7 separate regions of the Mus musculus genome follow, and regions 1, 2, 3, 4, 6 and 7 are each linked to region 5. A link is a contact called in public Hi-C and HiChIP or PLAC-seq data. All regions are on one chromosome and are shown on one strand. Each heading gives the region's core, a stretch centred on a gene start, on an enhancer-like site or on the middle of the called end of the contact. The rest is flanking DNA. Distances are from core to core; before and after follow the strand shown.

Region 1 (3,994 bases), core at 333-2,832, 930 kb after region 5:
GCCAAAGGGTTTACAGTATTTCAAGATGCTCTCGCTGCCTGCTCAACCTTATATGTTTCTATCTGGATCACAGGAGCTCTAATTGAGTCCAACATGAGGAGTCATGTTTTCCCTAGCTCCCTTATTAACAGGCAGAAGGGGGACAATCATGGAAGCCCTTGCTTTGTGGTGCATGATTATGGAGGAATAGTTTGCCATTTGATTGTGCTCATAAAATTAGGCATAGCCATTGGCTCTGGCTTCAGTGGCATAACTTCCTGGCTGCAAATGGTGAAGCCTGTGCCGAAGAAGAAATATTAGCATCACCAGGGACTCCTCTCTGCATCTCTTGTTTGCTGGGGGAAATATTTCAGACAGGAATTCTTGGAGTGTTTTAATCCCTTTTAAAGTGTGCTTTACTCTTCAAATGAGGGCAGGGCCCAGAGCAGACAGGCTGCAAAGCAAGGAAGTCACTCGCTTGGGGTCAGGGGAGTTCCAGAACATCTTGTAGTGAGGGTTTAGGCCATTTCATGTCTGGCATGAGGGAGGCCATAAAAGCTAGATCGCAGGTTTACAATCTCTCTCTTTAGTTACTTGTTCTCTTTGAGATACAGCCTCACTCTGTTGCCCAGGCTGGCCTCGGAGAGCTAACCCCCATCCTTACCTTCAAGTACTAAGAGCACAAGTAGACACCATCACTAACTTTCCTTATCTTCTAAATGTTGTATTAAACATTACTCATCTTGATTCTTGCATTAGGAAAAGTGTATGTATACATGTGTATGTGTATGTACATGTGCGTAGATGTATATATTGAACAAGTGAGAAATACCCAATCTTAGCCCCAGATGCTCTAAAAACCTACAAGGAAACTAAAACCCGCATAAGTCATTATTCAAGTTCCCCCCCCTTCCCAGCATCACCCCCAGGGACAGCGGGCATCTTTATTGAGCAGAGGGCAAACAAGAATGAAAGGCATTCGTCTCCGGCCCTAAAGGGAACCTCACTTTCTAGTCATTCCAAGAGCTGACAGGTTGATAAAATGTTTAAGGGCACAATGTTCAAACAGAGAAAAAATTAAAAATGTAATAATAAAGTTAAATGTAACTGTTTTAGAGCATAATTCTTCGGAGAGACGAGTTTTATGTGGGACCAGCATTTGAAGTAGCAGCAATCATTATTAACGGGAACCTCGAAGAGAGGAGATTTAAATCACCCAAGTAATAAAAGCTGAACAAGGACTACTCGCACCTTGAAAGGCACTTGGAGAGAAGATTGCATACAAACGCAATTAAAACGATGCTTATAAAATACTAAGATGTTAATTGGGTTCAGTCCCAGAAGCCCCAGCAGTACAGTATGTCAGAAGTTAGCTGGTTTGAAGTTTAAAAAGAGTAGCTTAATTTGTACACCTTGTCCTAATTACGAAGCTTTCTGCAGCCCACGTATCTGGATGGTTTATGGTAGCTTGGAGCTTTGTAAAACAAACACACGCACCAGTTAATTGGGTTATGGCGATGGAAAATCGGGCTGCAGAATAGCAACCTCTCTTGCTGGGCTACCTTTACAGCTGTAATGAACGTTCCAGCCACGTCAGGGGTATGCTGATTTGTAAGGTGTGCTGTTTACAGCTTGGTGATCCTAGGGAGCTGAGACATAGGAGGCAGTGCCTTGGAAACAAAGAATCACACCAGATAATGTTCCCTCCCCACCATGCTCCCACCCCAGCTGGCCCGCTTGGAATTTACAGGACTGCCAGCCTCACCACCACCACCCCAGCCCCTGCCCTTTCAAACACTCCGGCACGTCTGGGGCCAAAAGCTCACATGAAAGACGCAAGCGGGATGGCGGCCGGACAGCCGGTGAGTGGTTGCTTCCAGTAGCCCTGCTTTGCGGTGCACCTGGAGGGGCGTGATGTTTTTTTCTCCTGCCCAGCAAATAAATAGGTGATGCTATCAAAAAAAAAACAGCATCATTAAATTGGATTAGGAGTGAAGACAGTTAAATCATTTTCCAGGAGTCCTACGGGATTGTGCTGGCCACAGTGGGGGTTCTAGCCATGTTGCGCCTGGCACCAGCAAACCTCCTTCATGAGGGAGACTGTAAAAGGCTGATCACAGGTTCACAATTGGTTTCAGTCACTCTTGCTGTCCCTTTCACAGCCAGTTGCTAAATATGAATCCTACATAAAGTGAGATGACAGCACCAGGCCTTTGAATCCTATCTCAGTCACCCATCACTAGCAGACACTCTACCAGCCATCAGGTGGGAAAGCAGTCTGTGGAAATGGTAAACATCCCAGCTTCTGTGAAAGCAACAGTGCTCCCCTGTTGGTCACTGGCTGTGAGTGGAAGAGAAATGTCATCTTCCAGCCACTTTGCATGGTTCTGCCAGCCCCAGGCAACAGTAGCCCCAGACAAACTGGGTAAGATTGTTTAATATCCTAACTGTCTCTCCTCTTCCTGCAAGGTATACATAAGGAAATAGCCAATAAATGAAGGAATCCTGAGGCGATGGTGTCATAGAACTTTCCTTAACCCAGGGTTGGCAGCTTAAGAGGAAATTGCAAGGTGTAGACCTCATGTTACATAGAAGGGAAAGGGAAGGTCTGGGCAGCCAGGTGCCTCGCACAGAGGTCTATTCACCACATCCATGATCTTTAAAACTCCCTGGACTTGGAGATGAAGCTTTTCAATGTGCCGAACACTCTAAGGCACATTAGCATATACAGCCCCTCTTGTCAATGAGCTGACATTTGAGACAGGCCAATGCCAGCCATTTCTCTTGGGTACTGGGCTGGTCTGTAAGAGAGGTTACATAGGAAAATAATGGTGCATCTTTGGATCATATTAGAATAATCACCTACAGCCAGCCGACATAGCCTAATTCGTAAGTTCTAGGTTAATAAGAAACCCTGTCTCAAAAATCAGAGGCGGGTAGAACCTGAGGAACAGTATTCAAGATTGACCCCTGGCCTCCATACACATGCATACACATGCCTATATGACTACACACATACACATACAAAAAATATCTTAGAAGAAAATGCCACTCCTGACAGTCTCTCAGCCTGCAAGGAAGAATGCCCACATTAACTGTGTCCAGACAGTCTGGAGCAGGGCTTGGGCTGGACTGGGCACAGTGCTTTAGTGATGGTCATACCAGCACATGTGTACCTCTGCTATGATATACATTATCTATAAGCCAAAGACAATTCTAGCTCATCTCTGGGGGTAGTTGTGAGGATTCAAGGAGACAACGCAGGGAAAGCACTTAGAACCCTGCCTGGAACATCATAAGCACTAAATGAATGTTACCTAGTATAAGACCACTGCTAACATTCTTCTCTCTCCACGAATGAAACCCTGATCTTCGGAGAGGTAATGCGATTGGGGATTTGTACACACATGCACATTGCACACATGCACGCATATATGGAGAAAGAAAGTTCAATTCAAACCCAAGGGCTCTGACTCCCAAGGCCAAGGTCATGATCATTTCGGGAGGCATATCGTCCTGAAGTGAGTACGCTCCCACATCTGGGAGCTTGTTTATCCCACCTAGGTCTCTAAGCAGTAAAGTGGAGAGAAAGGGAGGCACAGCAGGGCATTTGAGAACATAAACAGTGTCTAAAAAAAAATCAAGAATCCAGGGATGAGAATCTGGGGTGTACATAGACACAGATCTCAGGTGCTAACAACAGCCTGGATAGGTCCCAACCCTGGATAATAACAGCCATAAGGATGTTGCAAGAAGGGTTCTCTGCATACAGAGATGCTATGGTTCCAGCCTGAAATTGACTTTGAGGTTAAATTAAGAAGTGAGAACGCCCCAGCAACCCCAGCCTCCCTGGCTCCAACAACCCTGAGGCAGATGGGTTATTATTATTATTTATTATTTGTTGATAGATATTCAAAGTCATCAGTCAGGTCTTCCCTCAGGCAAGGAAGCCTGGGAGAAATGGCACTGGGAATCTTAAGCTTGCTTCCCAGAGCCACCCGAGAGCTAAAAGTTA
Region 2 (4,299 bases), core at 1,062-3,561, 850 kb after region 5:
TGAAGTCAACAATAAGAAGTGGCTGTTAGTTTTTAATTTTTTTCTTTAATCTTTTATAAATATTCCAGCAAACATGTAAAAATCATGAATACATATAGCTACTAAGAACAGTAAATACACAACTGCTATAGTTTGTGTATGTTATAATTATATACTTTTAAAAGTAAATCAATGAAAATATATAAAATACCAGTTACACAAAAGTTCATAAAAGTCAGTATTATTCTCACAAGCTAACTACAGGACTAATAAACAAGTCAAAAAAAAGATGGATTTTCAAAAATTCAACAAGGCAAACTAAATAGCTTACCTAATCAAGAAATAAAACAGGAAAAATTACAAATGCATAAAGAAAAAAATGACAAATGTAAAAGTACCAGTAAAATTGAATACCAACAGATTTGTTAAAAAACACCAAATTGGTAATCCTGCACAGCAAACTTTCAAATATGAGTACATAACTTCTAGAGAATAAAAGTCATCAAACTGACTTAAGTAATAAAAAAAAAAATCTCAACATACCAGTTTCCTAAAAAAGAGAGAACAGGGTATCAAAGCCAGCAAACAAACAAAAGAATAGGTAGTCCATCAGCAATATGAAGTTATCTAGAAGTTAGCTTGGTTGTCACAGAGATTAAGAGGTGCGACTTTCCCTAGCTCCTTTTCACACACCCACATCCGAGTGTCTGCATCTGCTAAAGACTGCATCATAATCTAGACATTAATCTCATCTGTAAACACACAGAAAGTGGATATCCTCGAAGAAACCAAATAGCTAACAAAAACAACACTCCATATACACACGGTCAAGTCAACAACACCAGGAAATCTATGCATGTAATTTCCCATGCAATACACTAAAGAATGAAATCACATTTTATTGATAGATAGATAGAAGGCATTTGACAAAAAGTCAATTTTTTTCTGAAAACTGAAAGAATCAATTTTTTTTTAAGTTAGAGAAATTATTGGAAGCCTGGGCATGTCCCCACTGTTCTTCTTGAAGGAAAAGCATACTCTTACAAAGAAAAATACAAAAGTAGCCATGATACAGAGCCCATTACAGTCAGCGAACCTCCAGTAAGCTAAGATGATGGAAGTGTCCAGATACCTACCCCAGTAGAGAATAGATTACAGAGGCACCAGAGCCCCCCATCAGAGTGATGACACAGAGGACAAAAGAGATGTGCTTCTACACTGTATAATACCGACAAGTAGTTTGTATGTGTTATCTAACTCTCCTCATTGTTACTCAAGAAGCAGGCAGAACCATCTTTACTGTGCCAATAAGATTTCGAGAATCAGAGCTGCATAGCAGCTTTCCAGGAGAGAATAGCTTGATGGCTTCAGGGGATGGATTTATGCCCCAAACTGTCTAATCTAGTTCAAGTTCACTTCCCTTCTGTTATCCTCCCAAACTCTTTAGCTAGGATCCTTACTAGCCAAACTCAAGAGAACACCAGAGCATAGGGAGCTGTGGTGTATGCCTGGAACCCATGCTGGTCAGCTTCCAGAGGCAACCATGGGGTAAAGAGGAAGAACTGATGGAAGCTAGCAAGGTCCAGAGCTCGTCGGACAGCCTAACTGTGCAACAGATAATAAGAGTTCAGATAGAGCCGCCAAGGAACTAAGATGTAGATTACAAATATCTCGGGATGCCTCAGCTCTGAGCAAACTCTCAGGCCCCACCAACCATCTGAAGGACTGTCATCCACTCCCATTGCATAAATGCCTCGAGTCAAATAGTTTCTACTTTGTAGGCAAAAACTTGAATTTTGTTTCTGAACTAGAAGAGCAAAACGCAGCCCTGAAATGACACAGCTGGCTCCATCCATCCTATGTGTTAAATTGCACAAACCAACATCTGGACAGAGGAAGACATTGATAAAATGAGTGGCACCCATTTCCTCTCAGAACAACCCTCTAAATTCATTTTTAAAGTATTGCCAGTGAGTAACATTTTCTGGAACATCTTTTTTTTTTTTTAGCTGTGGATAAAAAGAGTATTCTAGGAATATGCTCTGTGTACAATCACATAGATAGAAGTTCATATTTAGTCATTTTGACCATAAGTGACCCTCTAAATAGGTCACAAATCATTTTGCACCTGTGACCCCCTAGAATAGAAAAATGTAGATGAATGTAATTGACCTACTTCCAAAGTCACACACACACACACACACACACACACACACACACACACACACACAAACAATCTGTTCTCTCCTCTCCTGACTTGGGAACATATGGCATCGGATTACATGGTTGGCACCTGGCTGACTGCTGAGCCCATGTGTCGCATTCGAACACAAACAGGCAGAGACACAAAGCCTGCCCAGAGGAGTCACCAGCCAAATCCAAAATGGGCAGCTCAAGCCACAGGCTCAGCCAAAAATTGCTGTAACAGCCTGGTGGAGGAGACAAAGTTCTCGGCACCACCTGCAGGGGTGCCCCCCACCCCACGTTTCCCCTCTAGCCCCATGCTGTCCTCCACAAGCTGCTGAGAAGAAACCCTAGGCTGATCTCTCTCCAAAAGTGCATGTCACCAGCAGCCCTTGCTCTGTCTGGTAAGGGAAACTGAGCTAGCCTCACCTGCACTTCGAAGCTGGCTCTCTTAAACAATTTCAGACCAAACAAACCCCCATCTATACATCAAACCTTGGCATGCTAACAACGAGCAAGAGACAGTGATCTCCACACTAGTGTAAAGAAGGCAAAATGCTGCTTTACACTCCCTTGGTTTCACTCTTCTCTTCTTTCCCACCTTAGGGTAGAAGCCATTTCTAATCTGCAGATTACCCCAAGTCACCCATGCACCATGAAAATAAATGTTCCTCTGTCAAATACCCTGAGCTTCTTGCTGTAATTCTATGTGTCCCTAAAATTTTGCCCACCTGCCTGCCTGCCTTCCTTCCTTGCTTCCTCCCTTTCCTTTTCTCTCCTCTCCTCTCCCTCCCTCCCTCCTCTCTCTCTCTCTCTCTCTCTCTCTCTCTCTCTCTCTCTCTCTCTCTCTCTCTCTCTCTCTTTCTTCCTAAACAGAATATCCTATAACCCAGGCTGTCTTCAAATTCATTCTGTATCTGAGCATAACCTTGAACTTCCAATCTTCTTGACTATTCCTCAGGTACTGGGATCTCAACCATGAGTGCTTATTTATCCAATGCTAGAGATGGAATCACAGGTCTTCCTGCACACTAGACAATCACCCTATGAACTAAGCTCTTCTTCCTTCCTGTGATCAATTATCAACGTATCGATTTTCTTCAGTTTTTGAAATATGTCTATCCATGTCATGTTGTACAATGGATAAACAAGATTTGACCTACATCATCTATAGAACTTGAGAATCTAGGATAGAGTCAGTGTAGTTAGAATAAGAAGAAGCCTATGAAGGAAGGCGGAGCTCAGCAGACACACAGCTTATGTGGGATGTGTGCATTTACTGTGGACATGGACTCTATAACAAGGTAACCAGGAAAAGGATGTGAGATCTTAAAAGGTGATCCTTTCCAAAAGTCCCAGAATGGAAAAGAGGAAGTGGACACAAACTCCCACCTCTGACCAAGAATCTATTTGTAACTGATACCTGCTGAGAAAGGAAAAATATCAGTTTTCTCTAATGAAGTGATGCTTGATATATCAACCACAAAGGGCAGGCCCCAGCCCCACAAGTAGTTGGCCAATACAAAACAGACTCCATTATTTTTGTATGCTTTTGATTTGGTTTGAGTTGGGTTGGGTTGGATTTTTTGTTTGTTTGTCTGTCTGTTTGTTTTGTTTTGTTTTGTTTTTGTCTTATTGGGTTTTGGGGGGTTTCTAGGGGGGTTGGTTTTTTGTTTGGTTGGTTTTGGTTTGATTTTCCTTTTTTGTGGGTTTTTTTTTTCTTTTTAAAGAGAGAAAAGAAAAGAACATGAAGTTGTATGTGCAGTGATCCAGGAGAAAGAATATGATCAAAATATATTGTATGAAGAGTTTGAATAAAAAAATTTTAAGTGGGTTTTTTTTTTAACCAACTAGAAGAATCTTAAGACCAAAAGGGTGAAGATTGACCAGCTAAAAATGGTCCTTTCACAATCACATGACGATGTACATCGATCACATTGTCATAGCACAGTAGTGACATGGAAACAGGTCTCATCCCCTGTCTTGGAGACAGTACTAGACACCTATTGCCTCTGCACCCCCATAAATGATTTCCTCCTTTTTCTGTTGATAGCACCTAATAAAACAGCCCCTGTCTTCCATGACTGTGGTGAGGTGGGATGCTTACCCATAGCACATTGTCTCGAGCCCTGTTAT
Region 3 (3,989 bases), core at 604-3,103, 870 kb before region 5:
TAGGCGGCCATCAGTGGAAAGAGAGCCCCATTGGTCGTGCAAACTTTATATGCCTCAGTACAGGGGAACGCCAGGGCTAAGAAGTGGGAGTGGGTGGGTAGGGGAGTGGGTGGGGGAGCGTGTGGAGGACTTTTGGGATAGCATTGGAAATAAATGAAATAAATACCCAATAAAAAAAATATGGAAAAAAAAAACCCTTCTGTCTTTCACACCTAAACAAACTTCTACATATAACCCCGCCAAACACAGCTTGACTTTCTTTGACTGGGGAGTCATTATTTTTATTTATTTGTTTTATAAGTATTATTGGTTTTTTTGTTTTGTTTTGTTTTCTAGACAGGGTTTCTCTGTGTAGCCCTGGCTATCCTGGAACTCACTTTGTAGACCAGGCTGGCCTCGAACTCAGAAATCTGCCTGCCTCTGCCTCCTGAGTGCTGAGATTAAAGGAGTGCACCACCATGCCCGGCTTGTTTTTTTTTGTTTGTTTGTTTTTGTTTTTTGAGACAGGGTTTCTCTGTGTGACCCTGGCTGTTCTGGAACTTGTTTTGTTCATCAGGCTGGCCTTGATCTCAGAGATCCACCCTCCTCTGTCTCCCCATTGCTGGATTAAAGGAGTATGGATCATGCCTGTCCAAGGAAGTCATTTTAAAAACAGGATATCACCAATTGTGGTGGCCCATTCCTGCAGTCTCATCATTGGGGAGATGTAGTTAGAAAGATCAGAAGTTCAAGGCCATCCTTGGTTACACAGCAAATGTGAGGCTAGCCTGGGCTATGAGACCCTGTATTAGGCCCCTCCCCAGCCCCAAACTAGAGTATAATAAACTCACACTCAATGCCAATTATCATTTTAACTGATAGTCTTGCTGATCAAATATGGTATCAGACTTATACCAAGACTAACATCCCCACTTCCCACTGGTGTTGGAGACCGAATCTCAGACTTTGTGGTACATGTAAGCCATTTAAACAACTGAACCACACCCTCGATCCATACCCTAAATGAAAAGACTGATTTTAATGTGACTTTTCCACGTCCGGCAGCTTGCTGGATGGCACAAATTAGACAGAATCCAAAACAGCTGCAGGGGAAAAAAAAAGAAAGAAAGAAAGAAAGAAAGAAAGAAAGAGTTCTAATCTTTGTTCAGAATAAATGACCAAGTTGTCAACAGGAAACAATGAAGTCCGAATGGGACACTATCGCCACCGGGAGCCGAAGAATAAGTTTCTTATGGAGCCCAAGATGGCATCTGTGCCCAAATCGTGCTTATCATCGTAAGCAAATGCAAGCGGTATAGCTTAGGTAGCTAATTCTGGAAGGGGAGCCTTTGCGCAGATGTTTTCACAGGCATCCTCCAGGGACTCAGAACTCAGCCTTGGAAGAGCCGGTTCTCAACTCTCGCTGCGCAACCCTGCTGCCCAGATCCTGACAATATTGGTCTGCAGTCAGGTCAGAGCATCTCTGTTTTTTTAAAGTGACTCTGATGATTTTACGTTCATCCTATTAACCACTGCTGCTCTAGAAGCTGAGTCAGAACCTCTGCGGTGCCTGCCACCCCTCTGGTCGCAGCAAAACCACGCCAATGACCCAGTGTCGCGTTAAAGTCCGAATTCGTCCTAGCCTGTTAAAAGGAAAAGTTAAAAGGGAGGGTCAGGACTCGCAGGCTTCGCTTTTACTCGAGTGTCGCGTCCCTCCCGGCTATGAGTCAAGGTTAGAAAAGCCCCTCCCCGCGCGACCCCGCGCCTGTCCCAGGCCACAGTCCTCACCGAACGCCGCGAGACCCACGATGGGCTTCACAACCTCCCAGCTCCTCTCTCCACCGCTCCTGCCTCCGAGTCCTTCTACTTCCTCCTGAGTCAGGTGCACTTCCGGCCGCGCTGGCCAATGGCGCCATTGCTGGCAAAGCATTCTGGGAAATGTAGTGGCCAACTCGAAGAGAGTGAGCGGAAGTAGCTGTGTGACGTCACTGTACGGCTCAGTACTATGAGCCTCAGCTGTCATCTTGAGTTATGTCAAATCCTGCCAATTAGCACAAAGTAATTTTTCAAACGCGACTACTTGTGGCTTTAAAAACGTCTTTATTCTGGCGTCCCTCATGTTAGGAATGTGCATAAGAACCCGAAAACATCCTTCGTCCCTAAATAAACATTTCTTTCCAGTAGTTTCCAAAGTGCCTTTCAAGAGCTCTGTTAGGAGAGTAACAGTTTTCAAAACAGTAAATATTACACACTTTTTCCACTCATTTTCTCATGACTGTACAGCGCTTTCCAGAGGTTGTCTTCTGATATAGTGCAACAGAAGGAATACAAAAAGGGGTGAATTATTCTAGCTGTTAGGCAAGTCCGTCTATTTGTGAGCTAGACCTCCAGGCCTTCACCTGTCCTGTATTAAATCAGAGATTTGCAAAAAATTGAAACAATGCCATTCTTCTTGTGACAGGATAGCAAAGATGGAGAAAATTAAAAAGACATCGGAAAGGAAAGTAGCCTTTCATCAAGACTGGTTAAGTCTCTCCTAGGCTCAGTCATGAATTCCCACAAGGGGCTAGGAAGCATGACTTAGCAATTGAGAGCAATGACTGCACTTTCAGAGGACCAGGGTTCAATCCCCAGTACTCACATAGCAGCTTACCACAACTTTAACTCCAGTTCCAGGGCATTTAAGATCCTCTTCTGAACTTCATGGCCACCAGGCACACACATGGTAAACAGGCATACATGTAAACAAACACTCATGCACACCAGAAGAGTTAATTAGATAACAGTAAAGTTAAAAAAATTCCATAGAGTTATACAAAATTTCATAGACAGAAATACTGTTCCTTTGATTTATTTGTTTTTAAATGTAGATACTTTAAGAATTAACACAGAAGCTAGGCAGTGGTGTCACTTGCCTTTAATCCCAGCACATGGGAGGCAGAGGCAGGCAGATTTCTGAGTTGAGGCCAGCCTTGTCTAAAGAGTGAGTTCGAGGACAGCCGGAGCTATACAGAATTATTAAAAAAAAAAAAGATTTAACACTGAAATGAAACATAAGACATACCCATACCGCTGGGCTGTGGTGGCGCACGCCTTTAATCCCAGCACTTGGGAGGCAGAGGCAGGGGGATTTCTGAGTTCGAGGCCAGACTGGTCTACAAAGTGAGTTCCAGGACAGCCAGGGCTAAACAGAGAAACCCTGTCTCGAAAAACAAAACAAAACAAGACATACTCATACCCAGTGAAGCATGAGCCATATTTCTGACTCGTAATTTTCTGACAAATAAGGTTGTGAGATTGTGAGGGGCTAGGGAGATGAGAGATGACTTAGTGTGACAATAAGGCACTTGCCAGCAAGCTTGCTGACCAGAGTCTGATCTCCAGGAACATGTGGTAGAAGGAGAGAACTAGCCCCTGAATGTTGTCTTCTCATCCACACCTATATGTCATTCACACACCTTTATCCACCTCTCTCTATCTCTCCCTTTCCTGATAAATACTAATACTCAACAAAAGAAATGAAAAGTATACGATTCTGGTGTTATTTTCCATAGTTGTTTATGTAATTTGGTTCACTTGAAAAGATGAACTAATAGCAGGAGTTTTTCTTAAAATTTTGAGTAAATATTTACCGTGATAAAAGCATTGAAAAAGTATACCACGTATACCACATCCTTTATTGTTTGTTTGTTTGTTTGTTTTGTTTTTTTTTGTCAAACAGGGTTTCTCTGTATAGCCCTGGCTGTCCTGGAACTCACTCTGCAGGCCAGGCTGACCTCGAACTCAGAAATCTGCGTGCCTCTGCTTCCCAAGTGCTGGGATTAAAGGCGTGTGCCACCACTGCCCCATTTTCAAATCTCTTAAACAGTGTAACTTTAAAATCCACCAGAACAGGTATAATGGGTATAATCTCAGTGCTTGGGAGGTGGAGGCAGTAAGATCACAGAACTTTGTGGCCAGACTGGGTAGGTAGTCTGGGCGTAGTGAGTTCTAGGTCAGCTACGTCTAGA
Region 4 (3,925 bases), core at 593-3,092, 820 kb after region 5:
GAGAAATGAGGATTTGATAAACCATTCAGAAGGTCAAAGTCATGGCCCTGGCATGAAACTTACACCAGGATAAAGCAGTATCAACAAAGATGCCATGAATCACAGGGTCTAGTTTAAAAATATAAGAGTAGTTCCAGGGAGATGGCTCAGTGGGCAAATGGGCAAACCTGACAACCCGAAGTCCTCAGTGGAATGTCTGTAAAAGAGCTGCATGTGGTAGCGTATGTCCAACATCCCAAAATGGATACAGAAGATGCAAGGCTGAGAGAGGAGAAGTACCAGGATGCTCACAGGCCAGCCAGCCTGGAGTGTGCAGTGGCAAAAATAACAAGAGAAATAGTACTTCAAAAACAAGGTGCAGAGGTGAGAATCAACTCCCCAAAGTTGTTCTCAGCCTGCCACACACACACACACACACACACACACACACACACACACACACACACACACACATACACACATACACACACACACACACATACACACACACACACACACACACATACACACACACACACACACACACACACACACACACATGCCCACACTTGAATTTGAAGAAAATAGGACCCCAAGAGATTAATTTTATCTAAACCTATATTATAATGATTGGGTTTATAAATATGTACATGTGTAAGAAAGGGGGTGAAGGGTTTTGTGTGACCACTGTTCACACACATGCAAACAAATTGTCATATCTCTAAGAGTAGAAACCTGCATGCAGTGCATTCCTGTGGCCTGACACTCATACTCTGCCACTTATTTTTCTAAGCTACACAGAGCATGTGTAACCCTCTATATACTTTCTTTTATCTGTCCAGTGTGTGGCCACCTCGTTTTTATTGTAATTCTGGCTTTCATTTAATTTATTAGTCCATGGCCTATGTACACATATTTTAATAATTTTGAAAGCCTCTTGTCGTCATTGAAGCTTGCCTAAGGAAAGCCTGAGATAATCAGTATTTCAGATTTTACTGCACTGCTGTCCCCTCCCCCACCACATGCCCACACTCATATAGGTTTTGCTTTTTTTTTAAAAAAAAAAAAAGGAGAGATTTAACAGCCATAAGGCACTTTTAAAAATAACATTCACATCTGGGCTGACCACCTGTTTGCCAAAATTTAGCTTGATGTTAATTAAAACAGGCATGTTATAAAGCTCAGGAAATGGCAGCTGACCCCTAACCATGAATGTAGTGCTATAATAATATGTAGTAAAAATAAGACATTTGGGGCTGTTGTCCAAACCACTCATGCATTAAAATTCTCACCACTGTATACTCCCTTGCAGGAGGACGTGCAAATCAACTGCAAAAGTGGTTGAACCAAAATAATAATGATAATGATAATTCTAGGGAAAAGAGCTATTCGTTCATTTCACAGGCAGTTTCAAAGGCCCATCCTAAGCAAGCATTGTGGTCCACCCAGTGAGGAAGACTCCAGACAGAGAATGGAAGACTGATTAGCATCTCTTGTCCAGACAGTGGTGCTGTCAACATCACTGATATTTACTGATGAACAGTTTGCTGTGTGTGTGGAGCAATGTGAAACATTGGTTTGCATGACTTCACTCCATCGTTCCTTCAGTTCTGCAAGGATCAGGAGCTCTGCTGAGATCCATGTAACAGACAAGGCAAAGAACGTATCTAAGAGCCAGTTCACTGCCCTGCGTGGTTCAGTGGCCGAGACTTGAATGCCGACTATCTGGGTGTGTCATTGAGGTTCTACATGAATGACCAGAATGTCTGGTCCTTCCCCCCACTTGGTCCCTGCTCTGTTTGAGAACTCAGGCCATGCTGTTTAGAACCAGCCGTGGAGATTTTGCTAGGTTTGGTACCGCCTCCCAGCCTACCCCTACCCGTGTTACTTTCTTCCCCTGTGGCCCCAGAGAGTCTCCCTCCTCTGCTCACTTTCCTATCAGCCTCACTTGTTTGAAACTACTCTTAATTGCCTTTGACAAGCTGACATTTGACAGCTCTGTCTTTGTTCTGCTTTTCATAGGATCCAGTTCTTTGCCCTTACCTCTGAATCGCAAGTCGCAAGTATTCCCTTTTCTCCTTGTTCTTCAAATGTTTCCTTTTATAAACTGGGGGGAACTGGAATTTCCCTGAATATTTTCTCCTTTATTCATCTCTGGATCCATCCTTGCATTTTAGGGCATGTATATGTGGGGTGCAGTTAACATAGTTAATATGTATTATACCCTCACAGAACATTAGGCTGCATATGCACGGCCTTAAAAGAAAGCCTTCAACTGGGCCCATCAACATTTCCTCATGTGGAGGGGGAGCCTCATAAGGCCCCACCCCTCAATGAGGTAAAATCTGTGTTGGCATGTATTTTAAATTATAAATGATTACATAAATTGTAAGTGCTTGGCTTATTGTACAAACTGTGTTGCCAAAAGTGCCCAATTGGTATGGCTAAGTTCAAACTACAACACTTAGTTAACGCATAAAATCACCATATTTGCTTTTAATATGTGTAGCTTCTTTAAGAAATAGAAAACAAGACCCTCTGAAATGCAATTGTGTTGTAGCTCCTGAAAGCCATTGTACTTGATGAGCAAGAGTCACAGACGCTGCTAGATACCCAATATATGAGGTCCAGCACATTCTATGCCAAAGGGCTTAGGGGGTTTGTCTATGCCCCCAGCAGACTGGTGTGGAATTAAAATGCCCAAAGATGTGCCCCCCTTCTATACTTACTATGTGAAATTGGATGGGCCCTTATACCCGATTCTGCCTTGGTTAAATATAGCTTTGGTAAAAAATAATAATAATAATAATAAGTTCTCACTTTATGAGCTTCTCACTAAACAATGATGAAATTGAGTGAGATTCTACACATACAAACTTAACCTAGCAAGAAGTCAATGAATGACACTGACTACTAACACCAATTCCTTAGTGTTGTCATTGTTTTATAAAGGTGTGTGTGTGTGTGTGTGTGTGTGTGTGTGTGTGTGTGTGAATGCGCGCGAGTGCGTGAGTGCATGTGTGCGTGTTTTAAAGAGGGAGACAGAGTTTTATATGCCACATGTGTGCACGTGCTGCAGAGGCTAAAAGAGGACATTAGATTCCCAGGAACCTGAGTTATAGGTGATTGTGAGCTACCTCATGTGAGGGACACTAAACCTGTGTCCTCTGCAAGAGCAGTAAGTGTTCTTAACCTTTGGCGGACCTCTCCAGCCCGACCACTGGTTTTCAGACAGTTTTTTTTTTCTCCACAGCTACTAATCACAATTGTTACAAAAGTCCATCTGAGGAGCGATCCAAGTAACCCTCCCTCTTCAACAGCATCGGTAACAGCAGCCTCTCTTCAGCAACCACTCCAGCAAACACCATCCTGTTTCAACTGTCCTTTGCCCCTTTATAGAGTCTTCTCTTTGCCTGGAAATGTTGATTGGTTCTCCTGTGAACTGGGTCTCATCGAATCCAAATTGCTCTCCAGTTTTTCAGATTAAAAATGAGTACCTCTGCAAAGTCTACCCTGACTATCCAAGACAGACAAACATTCCTTGTACCAGTTTTAGAGATTACACTCCCAAATAGACTGAGAAGAAAATGGGGATGCTATTTTAGCTTCTTATGCCTCTACTGTACTCTCAACACCAGGTGTAACGGCTCATGCATCACAGGGTCCTATTTAGGAGGCTTTAACACCAAAGAATAGAAACTTTAGCCCCCCCCCCCAATTACTTAAATATTAAGCAAATATATGGCCAAATACAACTTGATTCACAAAGGCAGAGTAGGTCTTGGGGCTCAGTTGCGGGTTCAGCATCCACGTGAAGAAGAGACCAGTTCCCATCACCTCTCCATTGTCATCCTTAGCTGCTCTTATCTTTAAGCTAGAGACTCTAGCCACAAGTGGGCCGCTACAGCACCAACTCTCTCACCCGGCAGTAGCAACAACAAAGAGT
Region 5 (4,174 bases), core at 1,284-3,783:
ACACACACACACACACACACACACAGCACCTACTGTGTACTAGAAACTCTAGTATATGCTATGAGGATCCTGGTGGATCAGATGATCTCTGCTGAGATGGCTTGGAGGAGATGGCATTAATTATGGGACCAGAAAGAAATGTCCCAGCACATCTGTAGTCTAGATAAATAGTCTGGGAGCTATAGTAGATAAAGTTATGTCTGAAGATAGTGGCCATGCAGTCAACCTGTAGTCTTGGAATACACCCACCCACTCTTTCATCACAAAGGGGCTCCACTTTCCTCCCTGGACAGACCCAGCAACCAGAATGCTTGCTGGCCTCAATTGTTCCATTCAACAGGGATGTGTGTTCCTTCCCGTCACTGACTGCAATACATTTTATAAATCAAAGGGCCAAGGAAGACCAGCAGAAAAGGGAATCTGGATTTCAGGCAAAGAATTTCCCCCCAAGGAGTCCTTGGCAGCCTTGGCTGCATCCAGGATGTCCTCTAAGAGTAATGATACATTTACCACGAGCTTATTAAACGCTGCAACCATTTTTTTTAAATGATGGGGTAGGCATATTACCCATAAACCTCCACTCATTTCCTCCTTAGCCATAACACAAAGGTCAATAGGCCTGAGATGGGAGACAAGTTACCCTCTTCTCCCTCCGTTTCTTCCTGTCTTCCTTCCTCCCCTTACATTCTTCCACCTTATCCACTTCCTCTTCTCCCCGTTTCCCTCCCAACCTCTCATCTCTCTTCTCTACATCCCAGTCTCTCTCCCTATGGCTGTGATGGAAGTTGGTTCAAGCCCCCTTCCCCTTTAACAGAAAGAACTTTGTGTGCCAAATAACCAACTAATCAGAGAAGGCAACACCCTTGCTGCAGTTGTTAAAGAAAAATAAAGCTACTTTGCGGAGCAGGAGAAGGGACTGAGGATCTGAAGATATTTAGAGTCGCAGGCTGCATAGCCCCAGAGACTCATTCACTCTTAGGGACTTCTGGAGAGTAGTGACCGAGTGAAAACCGCGCCCAACAGCATTCGTGTCTGGGTTAGCACCAGAGTTAGAGGCATTTCAGAAGCCTGCTGAAGACTGAGTCTAGAATGCCCATTCCCTTGCGGTCTACTAAAGTCGTATTGGTTGGGGCTTTAGGTTTCTCTACCTCTCCTGACACGGAGATAATGTCTTCCGAGTGCCCTCAAGTCTCGATCTCGCGCACATAAAGTTCATCCCGCCACCCTTGTTTCAGAGTGAAGAGCTGGACACCTGGGATGGGCATCCTGCCTTTTCTGCCTGGTCAGTCCTTTTTTCCTCCACGTTTGCCCCCGAAGTCCCAGGACAGGCAAGCAAGGGACTAGGCGTCTGCCCAAAGAGAACGCAGTCAGTACGCCTCCGTCGCGCTCAGGGCTCGGAAGGGATGCTTAAGAACTGCCATGGTGCATACCCCTTCGACTCAGGATACCTCCATCTCCTTCCCTCTGCCCCCTCTCTCGCTCTCTAAGGCCACGCTCCTTCCAGTTTAGACGCTAGAGCTCAGAGATCCCTTGCTCGCCACTTTGCCGGGAACTTTGGCGGCTCCCCTGCGCCACAAGGAGAAGGATGTTAATGAGGGAGTGTGGCCAGGCTCTGTGAACAAGCCAGCTCGGGAGCTGCGATTGGCTGTGATAAGGCGGAAGGATGACGTTATGCAAAGAAGGGGCGTGTCTAGGCTGCGAGGGCCCCGCCTCCTTCCCTTTGGGGTTAGTGTGCCTGTGTTTAGCTCTGGGGAGAGTCAAACTGGATTCCACAGGGAGAGCCTGCAAATCACTTCTATTTTAGCAAGGAGAAAACAGAATCTCCATCCAGCAGGGTCCACCCCTCTCTTTCTCCCTCTCCTCTCTTTTTCTATCTCTTTCCCTCCCCCCTTCCTCTTTCCCTCTCTCTCCCCTTCCCCCCCCCCCCTCCGGTGTATCTGTCTACAGCAACCAGCGTCCTCATCTACACGCACGGAAAGGAAAGAAACATCTTTGGTTGAGAGAGGAGGAGGAAAAAAGAGAGAGAAAAAAACTTGCCTGGTTGTGGAAAATGACACTTCAAGTAGCCAAGCCGGCTTCGAGAGTCGTATCTATTGTTTCTTAAATTGTCATCAGGGTGGTTTTTTTTCTTCCTGCTTCTTCAAGTGAAGGTACCGCTACAAAAGGAAACTCCAGCCCCTCCTGTTCTCCAACGGCCTGTGATTACTACAAAAAGAAAAAAAAAAAGGCAAAAAAAAAAAAAAAAGCAAAAAAAAAAAAAAAAAAAAAAAAAAAAAAGGAAAAAAAAAGCACCCAAACTCAAAACCAACCAACCAAACAACCCCCAACAGCCAGGCATATATCTCTGTTTTTTCTTAATTTTGGTCTTTTCGTTGGATTTTCCCTTTCTTTTTTTTTCCCCTCGCCCCCCTCCTTGTTATCGCTCAGTTTTGAGCGAAGGTTTACATTTTTAAAAATTTTGCTTTTCAGCCCGCCTTGATGTAGCGCGAGTCTCATCGACTCAAAAAAAAAAAAAAAAATCTGTGGTTGGCGTTTTTTTTTTTTTTTCCTTTTTTTTTTTTTCAAATATTTTCAAAGGGGAGGAGATTTTTCCACAAGAAAAGGTTGTTTTCATGTTTGGGATCCAGGAAAGCATCCAACGGAGTGGAAGCAGTATGAAGGAAGAGCCGCTGGGCAGCGGCATGAACGCGGTGCGGACGTGGATGCAGGGCGCCGGGGTGCTGGACGCCAACACAGCGGCGCAGAGGTGGGTACCGCTGGGGGACCGTGGAGGAGAGGCCACCGGCTAGCGGGAGAGCCCGGAGACGGCGGCGCGGCTACCCGGGGCCTGGCCACGCGAGTGCGTCTGCCGCTGCGCTGCGCTCGCCGCCCGAGCTCCGCGCTCCTCGGCTGCGCAGCACTCGTCGCCGGGTGGCCAGAGATCAGCGAGCTGCTGGAGGGAGCCGAGCCCAAGCTTTGCCGGCACTTTCCGCAGCCCCATCTGCGAGTGTTTTCGTTTTGTTTTAACCCAGAAGAGGCGTCTCTGCAGCTCGGTGTTGGATAGCTGCGCTTTTCTGACCGCTTGTTTTCTTTTCTGTGTGGTTATATTTTTCCCTTTTCCTCTCCTTCTCTTCGCTTCCTTTCCCCTTTATTTCGCTTCAGTTCTTTCCTTTTTCTTCTTCCCTCTTTTCTTTTTTCCTACTTAATTTTCTTCTCTCCCCCTTTCTTCCTTTCTATTTTCTACCTTCTTTAATTCTTTCCTTTCCCCCTATCTTTCCTTTCCCTTTTCTACCTTCTTTAATTTTTTCTTGTCCTTCTCCACTCTTTTCCCCCCTTCTTTCTCAGTTTCACTCTTCGTTTTTCTCTTCTCTTTCCTCACCTGGCTCTCTCCCCCGTTTCTCTCTCTCTCTCTCTCTCTCTCTCTCCATTTTTCTTCTTGGAGTCTCCTCTTATTTCTCCTATCTGGTTCTTTACTCTCTCCTCTCTCCACTTCTTAGCCTTCAGTTTTTCTCAGTCTGCCTGTAGAATAGTGATTTCCAACTTTAATTTTCACATCTCCTAAAAGCCACCCTCATCCACTGTCACCTTGGCCTTCCCCAGTCCCTCTCCCACTCTCCAGATCCTACACTGAGTGATTTGGAGGCCATGCTCTTGGAGACCAACTTGAGGAACTTCCCTGGACACACCCAGTGCCCTGTCCAGGGGCTCCTAGTCCCAAGTGAGAAATGGTACCTTGCCCTTTTCATTGCTGGCCACCACCTGGGCTTCGGGGAAAACTTTGTGGGCCCAGGCTCCATTAGACATAAAGGGTGCAGAAGGGGAATGGGGAGTAGTTCCATCTTTCCATTTTTGGGGGGAAGGGCTAGGGACAACTGTCCTATACTGTTTCCATCCCCATGAGCACAGGGTTGGGAGTGGTTGGTAGTGAGAGTGAATTGGGTAACTAGGCTAGAAGCGAAAGTGTGTGTGTGTGTGTGTGTGTGTGTGTGTGTGTGTGTGTGTGTGTGTGTTGTCCGATAGTGTCCGGCAGTTTGGGCTGTCATTGTGGTGCCCCCGGGCATCCTATTCTCCAGTCCCCCGCGGATCTTCTCAGCCAAGAAGCCTTGGCCCTTTGGGTTTCTGGAATGTGTGAGGAGGATTTCTCAGAATGGCAAAACTTTGGCAAGACAGGTCTTTTATTTAAAAAAAAAATTAA
Region 6 (4,080 bases), core at 51-2,550, 980 kb after region 5:
ATACACAGGACAGAGAAAGGAGGTAGGAGAGAATGATGAAAGGAGGGGTAACCATGACAGTTGCTGTCAGCATGAGACCTGGTTAGTAAAGCCATCGACTTCCAAACTACCACACAGCCACACCCATTGTTTCTACAAGATTTTTTTATTTATTTAATATTTAAAGCAGGCAAGGATTCTCATTCCTACAAAAGGCCAGCTACGATATATATTACAGTACATTTGGGCCCCCAAGGGACACCTGGACCAAGTTAACAGCTGGACCCTGCAATGAGCTGCTGTTGGCCCTGGGCCAGGGTGAGAGTAATCAGCCTTTCAGAGATTCTGAAACAGATGGATGCCCCACCCCCACCTCATTTGCCCTTCTCTTCACCCACACCTAGGGCAAGCACAAGGCTTCGGAGCACTGAAGACACACATGTCTTCAGTCTTCAAAAGCATACGAGACTCAAGACCTCTCTTTCATAATGGATTGCATCTCTTTCTATATTATTTATCTCCAGGGTTAAATAAAGACCTTTTCCTACCTGGAATGTATGCAAAAAAAAAAAAGGTACCTGCTCCCATGACCAAGCTAATTGGCCCCTAGAATGTCAGGTGCAAACCTCATGCCTGAAGTCTGTTGCAGACTCCCTCCCTTCCACCTTGAGAGAACCACATCCTTGGTCTCTTCTTGAAGCAAGTCTCCCCAGCAAACTCCAACACACAGCAGCAGGGCACAGCAGGCTTCTACACGTGAGCCTTGTTTAAAGAACAGGGTCAGCTCCTCGCTGGGAACAGATTTCCCTCTGTGGAAGCAGGTTTCTGTTTACCTTTTAAGTCACAGAAACAAACTCGGGGTCACTAACATGTGCTACACAGCTGCTGTGGTGCCTGATTTATGTACAAATCTGCATATAATTGTCTTCCCCCGTCCCAGCTTGGCTAATTTTTTTCCTTTAAATAAAATGGTTTAGACCAGGGTGCATAAAGCCCTAATTCTAAAGTCATATAATTTTATGGACGAGGGGTGGGGGTAGGATTGCAGGCAGTTCTTTTGTATGGCACCTGAACTCATTAAAATCCTAAATTCCATAATTTTACGCTACCATGTGCCACAACTGAACAGCCTAATTGCTTACCATGTTTATGAGAACCGCAAATGGGGCAGGAAAACCAGGGAACAGGTGGGAAGGCCACACTGGGGTTTGAGGCCAAGCCCCATTAGCAATGGTGACCAGAAGAGAACAGGATGGCTCCATGCTGCAGGAGACAGACACTGCCAAATGTCAGTGGAAAGGCTAGGCACATGTGAAAACTGCGATTCCTAATGAGACTCACGAGTGAGACATCTTATACTCACCACACAGCTGTCTGTAAGACTGAGCACTAGAAACCGAGGGGGAAATTAGGGCCTCACAATCCTTTGGCCGCCTATAAATTAACAGATCCTGGATACAAATAAACATCGGATCGGACTCCGCAATTCTGAATGCACACACAGACACACACACACACACACACACACACACACACACACACACACACACACACACAAACACACACAAAGCTGTGTGGATACCAAGTCCCTTGCTGGTCCCTCAGAACAGAATCTGGTGAATCTGGAGTCGCAGATATGAAACTTACTTGGCACCTAATTCTGTAGATGGTAAAATGAACAAATTGCCAGATTCTCCAATTTTCAGTGCTTTAATCATCTATCTTGTTTTCCTCACAAATGAGGCCTCAAAGAAGGTTTAGTTACAGTTTAGTTTGGTGGTTGTGAGAATTCCAGAAAAAAAAAAATGCAGTGGGGAAGAAGTCTCTGGAATATTTTCCTCAGCCAGGGCCAATTGAGCCCTAGGCATCAGACCCTGTTCACCAGCCTGCACCACCCCGCCGCAGTTCCCTCCCCCACTTAGGGTGATCAGACCTCCAAAATGCAGTAGTTCGTTCAACTCTCACGCCTGAAAACTGGGGGACTTATTACATGAGTCAGGCCAAGTTGCTGAGCTCCATCAACCCACCAAAATGAAGGGGGTGGGAAGGTTTCCGGGGAAGCTGGGAGGTCCACACAGGGAGCAGTGGAAGCCAAGGGGGCACTCTTCAGAACTAGCCAAAAGGTGTTTATCTGAACCAAATACTAATGTGGAATAGAGAGACAAGAAGGGAGGGAGGGGGGAGAGAAGAGGAAGAGAGGATCTGATCTCAAGGAATTAGATAAAGGAGCCATGCTGGAGAACACAGCTCAAGAGCACTGGACCTGACTAAAGAGCAGGGAAGACTTTCCAGAAGTCTAGAGACCTAGAACTATAAATAATCCCTTATTCTCCAAAGGAACTTCTCACAGACAGTGCCTCGATGCATACAGAGCTTTGGCCACTCAGTAGCATCTCCAACTCAAACTGTCATGTCTTCAGAAAACTGCTGGGGTTTCCTCTCCAAACCCCAGGGACAGGGGGTTGCCGCTTAGTCCTCTGCAGAGGCCTGGGATCTCACACCAAGGTCATGATGTCTTGCATTGGGAATGTGCTGGCACAAGGTGAAGGCCAGAGAGATGTAGGCTGTACCAGGCATAGTCTTGGGAAGCAGAGGGTCTCTTACTAGGTCCACTAATTAGGGAGTGTAGCTGATATGCATGGGACAGCGAGTTCTCCGTTTGTCTCTGCTAATTACAACACAAGAGCCCAGATATCAACTAGGACAGTTCTCTTGTTCACCTCCCTCCCATTTTCTCTCCGCTGTTCTTGGAATCCATCTCCAGGTCTCTCTCCTTAGTCCTTAATCCCCAGTAACCAGTTCAACGCTGCACACACTCAGCTCAAACCTTGTCCTAGTTAGTACTGACTGTCAACTTGACACAACCTATAGTCACCTCCGAAGGGTGTCTCAGTTGATAGATTATCTAGGTCAGAGTGGCCTCTAGACATCCCTGTGAGGTGTCATCATTGTTTTTAATTCATATGCGTACCTAGCCCACTGTGGGCAGCACCCATCCTCAGGCAGGTGGTCCTGAACAACCGGTTTATAAGAAAGCCAGTGAGTAAGCCAGCAAGCAGAATTCCACGGTTTCTCCTGTACTTCCAAGGTGGTTGAGTGAGCTCCCTGGTTAGAAGTGGTACGGTATGGAATAGACTTTGAGTTCCTGACATAATTTACTCCAACAATGGCCTTTGACCTAGAAATCCAGGCCCTTTCATTCATCACAGCATTTATCACAGTGACAGAGATGAAGTTACAGCAAACATCCTGTGTTCCCTCTGTTGTATAACCGCAGCACAAGGTGCTGAGGCAGACAGCCCCGTTCAGCCTATGAGGAAACAGAGGCTTAGCACAAGCACATCTAGTTAAAGCCAACTTCGCTGATGCCGGTGTTTTCCATCTGGTCCTCTGCCTTCTTCACTTCTGCTTTGTATCTGTGTGTCTCCTAGTTCCTAAAAGCTACGGCTTTCTCTTCAGTCTGCCAGATTGGTATTTACCCAGCTGTCTGCTCATGGCTCCTTCGCTCTACAGCAAATGAAAATACTTCATAAAGCAAAACAAATCACACAGATGTGCAGCCTTATCTGTATGAGTGTGTGTGTGTGTGTGTGTGTGTGTGTGTGTGACGTTTATGTCTGTTTCTCTCTGTTCTCTTATTTTTACTTTAACTTTTGCCTGAGTTTTACCTGAACATCAGGCTCCCTGGCTCTATGGAGCCCATGCCTCTGCCCTACCCACACATCAACTATATGCTTTGAGGCTCTAGCCTTTGTTCCTTTCAAATTTAGAGATGACCTGAGGCCACTTCTGTCTAAGATCCAGAAGGGACGGTGCTGCATGCTGACAGAATCTCCATGAAACATGAAGATTCCACTTCACCCAGCATGCTGTAGCTTACTTATGTGCCCCTTGTCCTTCCCTGTCATTCTCACTGTCCTTCAAACTGGTCTCCCATACTTTCCTATTGTATCACACCATCACCAACCAAAACTTACTATCGGGTCTTAAAAAAAAAAAAGTCACGCATTAGAGTATTGACTTACTGGCATCTGATGTGCATTATTTAATTTAATTATGGGGTATAGGGAAGTACAGTCTCCATTTGGCAGATGCTGGAAC
Region 7 (3,765 bases), core at 371-2,870, 900 kb after region 5:
TTTTACCTGTCTACCCCATTATTACCTGAGTGTCCAAAGAAACCAGAAATTTCTGCTTTATTGTGCCAAGTGGTACCCTATAGTATTTAGTCCCACTTTCTTCATGGTACTATTGTAAAGGGGAAATGACAAAAGTGCTAGGTGTCATTGTCATCACAATGTGGTTGGTGATATAATAAAGGGTCTCTCACATGATGTGAAGCTTGTCATCTTCGTTAAGAGGTTTGCATGGCAATTTTCCCATGTAGTTCTCACAAACAACTCTCTACCCATTGGCGTAAGTCACAAACTATGATGGGAGGGTAGTTTTCCATAAGTGACACTTCAGGAACTATTATGCCAACTTAGAATCTCAAACTCCCTAGTGTTCTTATTTTCCCACCAAATCAGCTGTCTCCAACTACAGCTTTCTGGGGCACTATTGCCATGAAGGAAAATGTAGTCATCTGGCATAGCTATCAAGGTGAGATTGAATATACTTTGAACAGCAATCCAAATCAGAGGTGCCCTCGGGTTACCCCACCACTTCTAGTCTTACAACTCACATGATCATCTGTGTGCTTACAGAAAACTATAAACTATGCAAGCAGGTAAGGCAAGGGAGAGCTGTCTGGTGGAGAACAAGCATACAAACCCCTGACAAGAGAGTTTTAATCCTCCTAATAGCCTGGGCAAGCACTTAATCCAGATTAGACAATCTAGACAGTACTGACATTTTGGCCCAAGTATTGTATCATGGGAAGATGGCCTACAAACGGAGGAATGTTTGGTAGCAGCTCTAGCCTCTATTTCTATGTCAATAGTACTTCTGACTTTGGCACTCATCCCTTGGGAAAGAGTGGGCAATAATTCTCCCAGTTAAAAAACCATTGGCTTTACAACCTCTCTGGGCATCAGTGCCTTTGTCTGATGGAGACAATGACACAGAACCCTGCCTCATCAGGCCCCAAGGACTGAAAACAATGATCATGGGCTAGGATGGTATGAGAGCTGTCTCACACACAAAGTTACCAGGTGTTAGTAGCACATGCCTGCTGAGGAATGGAGCTCTCTAAAGAGCTCACAAGCTTTGCAAATTTAGGGGGCAAAATGACTCAACCCAGCAAAGACCTATCAGAGATCCATTCTTACATTTATTTTGGGGTGCTGGAAATTAAATGGTGAATAAAATTTGGGCTCACTTTGAGGGAGTGCCCTCTCTACTGAGAAGCTTGCAGCTATCGCTGAAGCATAGGCTAACTTTTGAACTTCTTCCACTTACAGAAACAACATGTACAAATTTGTTTTCCTTTGCTTAGCCATTGTTAGTTCATCACTAGAAGGGAAGTAATAAAAAGACATTCCTGAGTGGCAGAGCAGTGGTATAGTGTTAGAGTTCCCAGCAGTTCCCTAGCTTTGCAAGCCCCTGGGCTAGAGAGAGAGACACACACACAGAGACAGAGACAGAGACAGAGACAGAGACAGAGGCAGAGAGAGAGACAGAGAGACCCTAAGAAACTCAGTTGTTAAGCAATGAATATCCTGTCTTCCAATAGCACCCGGGCTTCCCATTTGCCTGTCTGATTCATCTCAAGTACAGCTCTCAGCCTTTTGAGAGCTCATGAGAGAGCTCAGAATGCCATCCACCTCCAGAACACCCTGAGGCATGAAGGGCAAATCTACTCCCCAGGCCAGCACCTACTAGTTCAACCAGACCAGCTTTTCCCAGGCTCTGGCCCAAGGAGTCGAACATGCACATATATATTTGTGTGGACAAGAAAAAGAAAAAGCGTTACTTCTAGTCAGAGCCTAAATTTCCTGCCTCCAAAACCCAGCTGGATAGCAGGAGTTGTAACAGAAAACAGCCGCACAATTAGCTGGAGCTCTGTAGCTGTCTGCGGCAGACTGCTTACATGGATGTCTCCATAGGTGGTCCCCCAGTTCATCAGTTCATAAATAAGTAATTTGAAATGTGTTCCTGGGGGAAATTTTCCTCCTGCTCTCCCCCAACAGACTGTACTCATCAGTTTTCCCATTCTCCAGGTAGCTGCCGTCCTCATTTATAATGGCCAGAGGAACTACGCTGTTCTAATTCCTGCTTCATTACATTGTCTAATGCAAGTTTCGCCAGCCTCACACTCCACATTTCCTTATATTGATAAGAAAAGAAAAGCCTTGCATATATTATTTATTAGCACTTTGGAAGTAGCTTTGCTATGAGTTTAGATGGAATATTTTTACATACAAAGCAGGATAGGCAAGTTGAGGTCTGGACAGAGGTTGGAAGATGGAGTTCTTGGAATCCAGGGAACACATTCACATACACTGGGCAGGTGTATGCATGCAGCAAACCTTATACACAGTTCAACTCTCATGATCCACTCTCCCTCTCGTTCCCTCCATCCCTGCCCCTCGCCATGTGTTATACCCAGGCAAATGTTTTGGGAACATTTTGATGCATTTATCCCAAGCCTATATTTTTCCCACTCGAGAAAATGAACAACCAGATCAAAAGCACCTGGTGATTTCAGAATAGCAGGGTTCCCCACTGGTGAAGCTAATGGAGTCACTAATTTGCCTGGCCAATAAAACCAATGACTTCTATACTAAAAGCCTTTGAGTGAAGCCTCCGGGGCTTGCTCTGGGGTAATGGAAGGGGGTTAGTTTCCTCTTAGCCAATAACCTAATTATTTTTTAAAGTACTAACTGTACCTTTCATTATAATAATGCATATAATTGATTTTGCTGATGATGTCTTTCATAAAAGTCTATCAGTCACCAGGAACTGTATTTACTCCTTTTCGTTGTTTTTATGATTATTTAGCTTTGGAGTCCCATAATAGGTAATTAATAAAATATGTTAATCTGAGAGCCATTTGCCTCATGAGCTCTTTAGGAATTCTTTTTCTTTTCATTCTAGAAAGCTGTTATGGAAGGCAACGCTTTCCAAGTGAAACTTGGCACAATTTAAAAGTTTCATTTGGGTTCATCTGTTTATTTTCTTTGTCTATAAACAGCCCGAGACTTTCATCAAAATAATTTAAAAAGTGAGAATCAGGTTGAAATTGTCTTTTTTTTTCTGGTCTGAAGGAAAGAAGTGGCACCCTTATCCCCAAAGACAGGCTTCTAAATAGGTCATTAGTGTCAGTCACCGGCCAGTCATTGGAGGACTCTAAAAAGAAAGGGTTACAGAAGATGGATATAATTGTGAGTCTTAAAAATATATACATCTGAGTGTTCAAGCTAACATCCTCAAATATGAGAAAAGATGCAACATCTGCCTTTCTGGGTCTGAGTTATTTCACTCAATATGATTGTTTCCAGCTCCATCCATTTCCCTGAAATTTTCATAATTTCATTTTTATAATAGCGGGATAATAATTGCATAAATAGACCACATTCTCACCATACATTCATCAGCTGATAGACACCCTGCCTGTTGTGAACAGAATGGCAAGAGCAGAGTTGAGTAAGTATCCCTGTAGTAGGATGTACATTCTTTGGGGTTTGTATTCACGCGTATACAGCTGGATCATGTAATTGATTTATGTGTAGTGTTTTGAAGAACAGCACACTGATTTCCATGGTGGCTGCACCAGTTTGCCCTTCCACCAGCAGTAAGTGTTCCTCTTTGCCACATCCATACCAGCATTTGTCCATCAGCAGAGAATACGTCACTCTAGAGTGCTCATCCCTAAATGGAACATCTGCATCACATCCCTTCCTCCCAAAGCACAGGGATCGATGTGAAGGAGGGGGCAGAAAGACTGTGAGAGCCAGAGGTAG

The links. Hi-C and Micro-C count contacts between places; a contact is called where the count stands out from the background. HiChIP or PLAC-seq counts read pairs in DNA pulled down with a chosen protein or histone mark.
Region 1: an H3K4me3 HiChIP or PLAC-seq map of embryonic limb bud shows a contact between it and region 5, with 17 times the contacts expected there. The contact joins the enhancer-like site here to the promoter of Ebf1 in region 5. A contact is called at or near these places in 18 of 39 promoter capture datasets (the 3T3-L1 cell line, 3T3-L1-derived adipocytes, the C10 cell line and 10 more), 1 of 15 datasets of contacts at CTCF or cohesin (large pre-B cells), 59 of 484 Hi-C or Micro-C datasets (B cells, the C2C12 cell line, the C3H10T1/2 cell line and 35 more), 20 of 115 datasets of contacts at active chromatin or transcription factors (the 230-238 cell line, the NIH/3T3 cell line, PVALB interneurons and 15 more) and 4 of 9 other capture datasets (embryonic tail, embryonic trunk, liver and 1 more).
Region 2: a contact with region 5 is called in a Hi-C map of cerebellum, with 2.4 times the contacts expected there. The contact joins the enhancer-like site here to the promoter of Ebf1 in region 5. A contact is called at or near these places in 5 of 39 promoter capture datasets (the C10 cell line, cranial neural crest, hippocampal neurons and 2 more), 1 of 15 datasets of contacts at CTCF or cohesin (the NIH/3T3 cell line), 7 of 484 Hi-C or Micro-C datasets (brain, cerebellar granule neurons, cerebellum and 2 more), 15 of 115 datasets of contacts at active chromatin or transcription factors (the 230-238 cell line, the NIH/3T3 cell line, craniofacial prominence and 11 more) and 3 of 9 other capture datasets (embryonic stem cells, embryonic tail and liver).
Region 3: an H3K4me3 HiChIP or PLAC-seq map of embryonic stem cells shows a contact between it and region 5, with 8 times the contacts expected there. The contact joins the promoter of Ttc1 here to the promoter of Ebf1 in region 5. A contact is called at or near these places in 5 of 39 promoter capture datasets (embryonic stem cells, hippocampal neurons, liver and 1 more), 3 of 484 Hi-C or Micro-C datasets (all in embryonic stem cells), 3 of 115 datasets of contacts at active chromatin or transcription factors (bone marrow-derived macrophages and embryonic stem cells) and 1 of 9 other capture datasets (embryonic stem cells).
Region 4: an H3K4me3 HiChIP or PLAC-seq map of embryonic limb bud shows a contact between it and region 5, with 5 times the contacts expected there. The contact joins the enhancer-like site here to the promoter of Ebf1 in region 5. A contact is called at or near these places in 4 of 39 promoter capture datasets (the C10 cell line, cranial neural crest, hippocampal neurons and 1 more), 2 of 15 datasets of contacts at CTCF or cohesin (large pre-B cells and pro-B cells), 3 of 484 Hi-C or Micro-C datasets (cerebellum, large pre-B cells and pre-B cells), 11 of 115 datasets of contacts at active chromatin or transcription factors (craniofacial prominence, embryonic forebrain, embryonic hindbrain and 7 more) and 2 of 9 other capture datasets (embryonic stem cells and embryonic tail).
Region 6: a contact with region 5 is called in an H3K4me3 HiChIP or PLAC-seq map of embryonic limb bud, with 6 times the contacts expected there. The contact joins the enhancer-like site here to the promoter of Ebf1 in region 5. A contact is called at or near these places in 2 of 39 promoter capture datasets (embryonic stem cells and hippocampal neurons), 5 of 115 datasets of contacts at active chromatin or transcription factors (the 230-238 cell line, embryonic limb bud, neural tube and 2 more) and 1 of 9 other capture datasets (embryonic stem cells).
Region 7: an H3K4me3 HiChIP or PLAC-seq map of embryonic limb bud shows a contact between it and region 5, with 9 times the contacts expected there. The contact joins the enhancer-like site here to the promoter of Ebf1 in region 5. A contact is called at or near these places in 10 of 39 promoter capture datasets (the C10 cell line, cranial neural crest, embryonic stem cells and 6 more), 3 of 484 Hi-C or Micro-C datasets (embryonic retina, embryonic stem cells and stem cell-derived epiblast-like cells), 12 of 115 datasets of contacts at active chromatin or transcription factors (the 230-238 cell line, craniofacial prominence, embryonic basal ganglia and 8 more) and 1 of 9 other capture datasets (embryonic trunk).

Annotation. Positions count from the first base shown.
Region 1 is chr11:45,549,084-45,553,077 of GRCm38.p6, forward strand. No RefSeq gene overlaps it. Among named protein-coding and RNA genes, the nearest start is that of Gm22284, 88 kb to the right of the region's middle. Within about 2 kb of position 1,583, at least 10 of the 459 cell types and tissues checked have an H3K27ac peak or open chromatin away from gene starts, as enhancers often do. A contact at or near this core is called in embryonic limb bud, where this site is marked.
Region 2 is chr11:45,470,035-45,474,333 of GRCm38.p6, forward strand. No RefSeq gene overlaps it. Among named protein-coding and RNA genes, the nearest start is that of Gm22284, 170 kb to the right of the region's middle. Within about 2 kb of position 2,312, at least 7 of the 459 cell types and tissues checked have an H3K27ac peak or open chromatin away from gene starts, as enhancers often do. A contact at or near this core is called in cerebellum, where this site is marked.
Region 3 is chr11:43,746,155-43,750,143 of GRCm38.p6, forward strand. It overlaps Ttc1 (tetratricopeptide repeat domain 1), which reads right to left and starts at 1,854. Exons shown (of 8, transcript NM_133795.2): 1 at 1,768-1,854.
Region 4 is chr11:45,440,364-45,444,288 of GRCm38.p6, forward strand. No RefSeq gene overlaps it. Among named protein-coding and RNA genes, the nearest start is that of Gm22284, 200 kb to the right of the region's middle. Within about 2 kb of position 1,843, at least 13 of the 459 cell types and tissues checked have an H3K27ac peak or open chromatin away from gene starts, as enhancers often do. A contact at or near this core is called in embryonic limb bud and pro-B cells, where this site is marked.
Region 5 is chr11:44,615,567-44,619,740 of GRCm38.p6, forward strand. Ebf1 (early B cell factor 1) reads left to right here and starts at 2,534. Exons shown (of 16, transcript NM_007897.3): 1 at 2,534-2,746. The coding sequence starts at 2,613.
Region 6 is chr11:45,592,216-45,596,295 of GRCm38.p6, forward strand. No RefSeq gene overlaps it. Among named protein-coding and RNA genes, the nearest start is that of Gm22284, 45 kb to the right of the region's middle. Within about 2 kb of position 1,301, at least 12 of the 459 cell types and tissues checked have an H3K27ac peak or open chromatin away from gene starts, as enhancers often do. A contact at or near this core is called in embryonic limb bud, where this site is marked.
Region 7 is chr11:45,512,756-45,516,520 of GRCm38.p6, forward strand. No RefSeq gene overlaps it. Among named protein-coding and RNA genes, the nearest start is that of Gm22284, 120 kb to the right of the region's middle. Within about 2 kb of position 1,621, at least 5 of the 459 cell types and tissues checked have an H3K27ac peak or open chromatin away from gene starts, as enhancers often do. A contact at or near this core is called in embryonic limb bud, where this site is marked.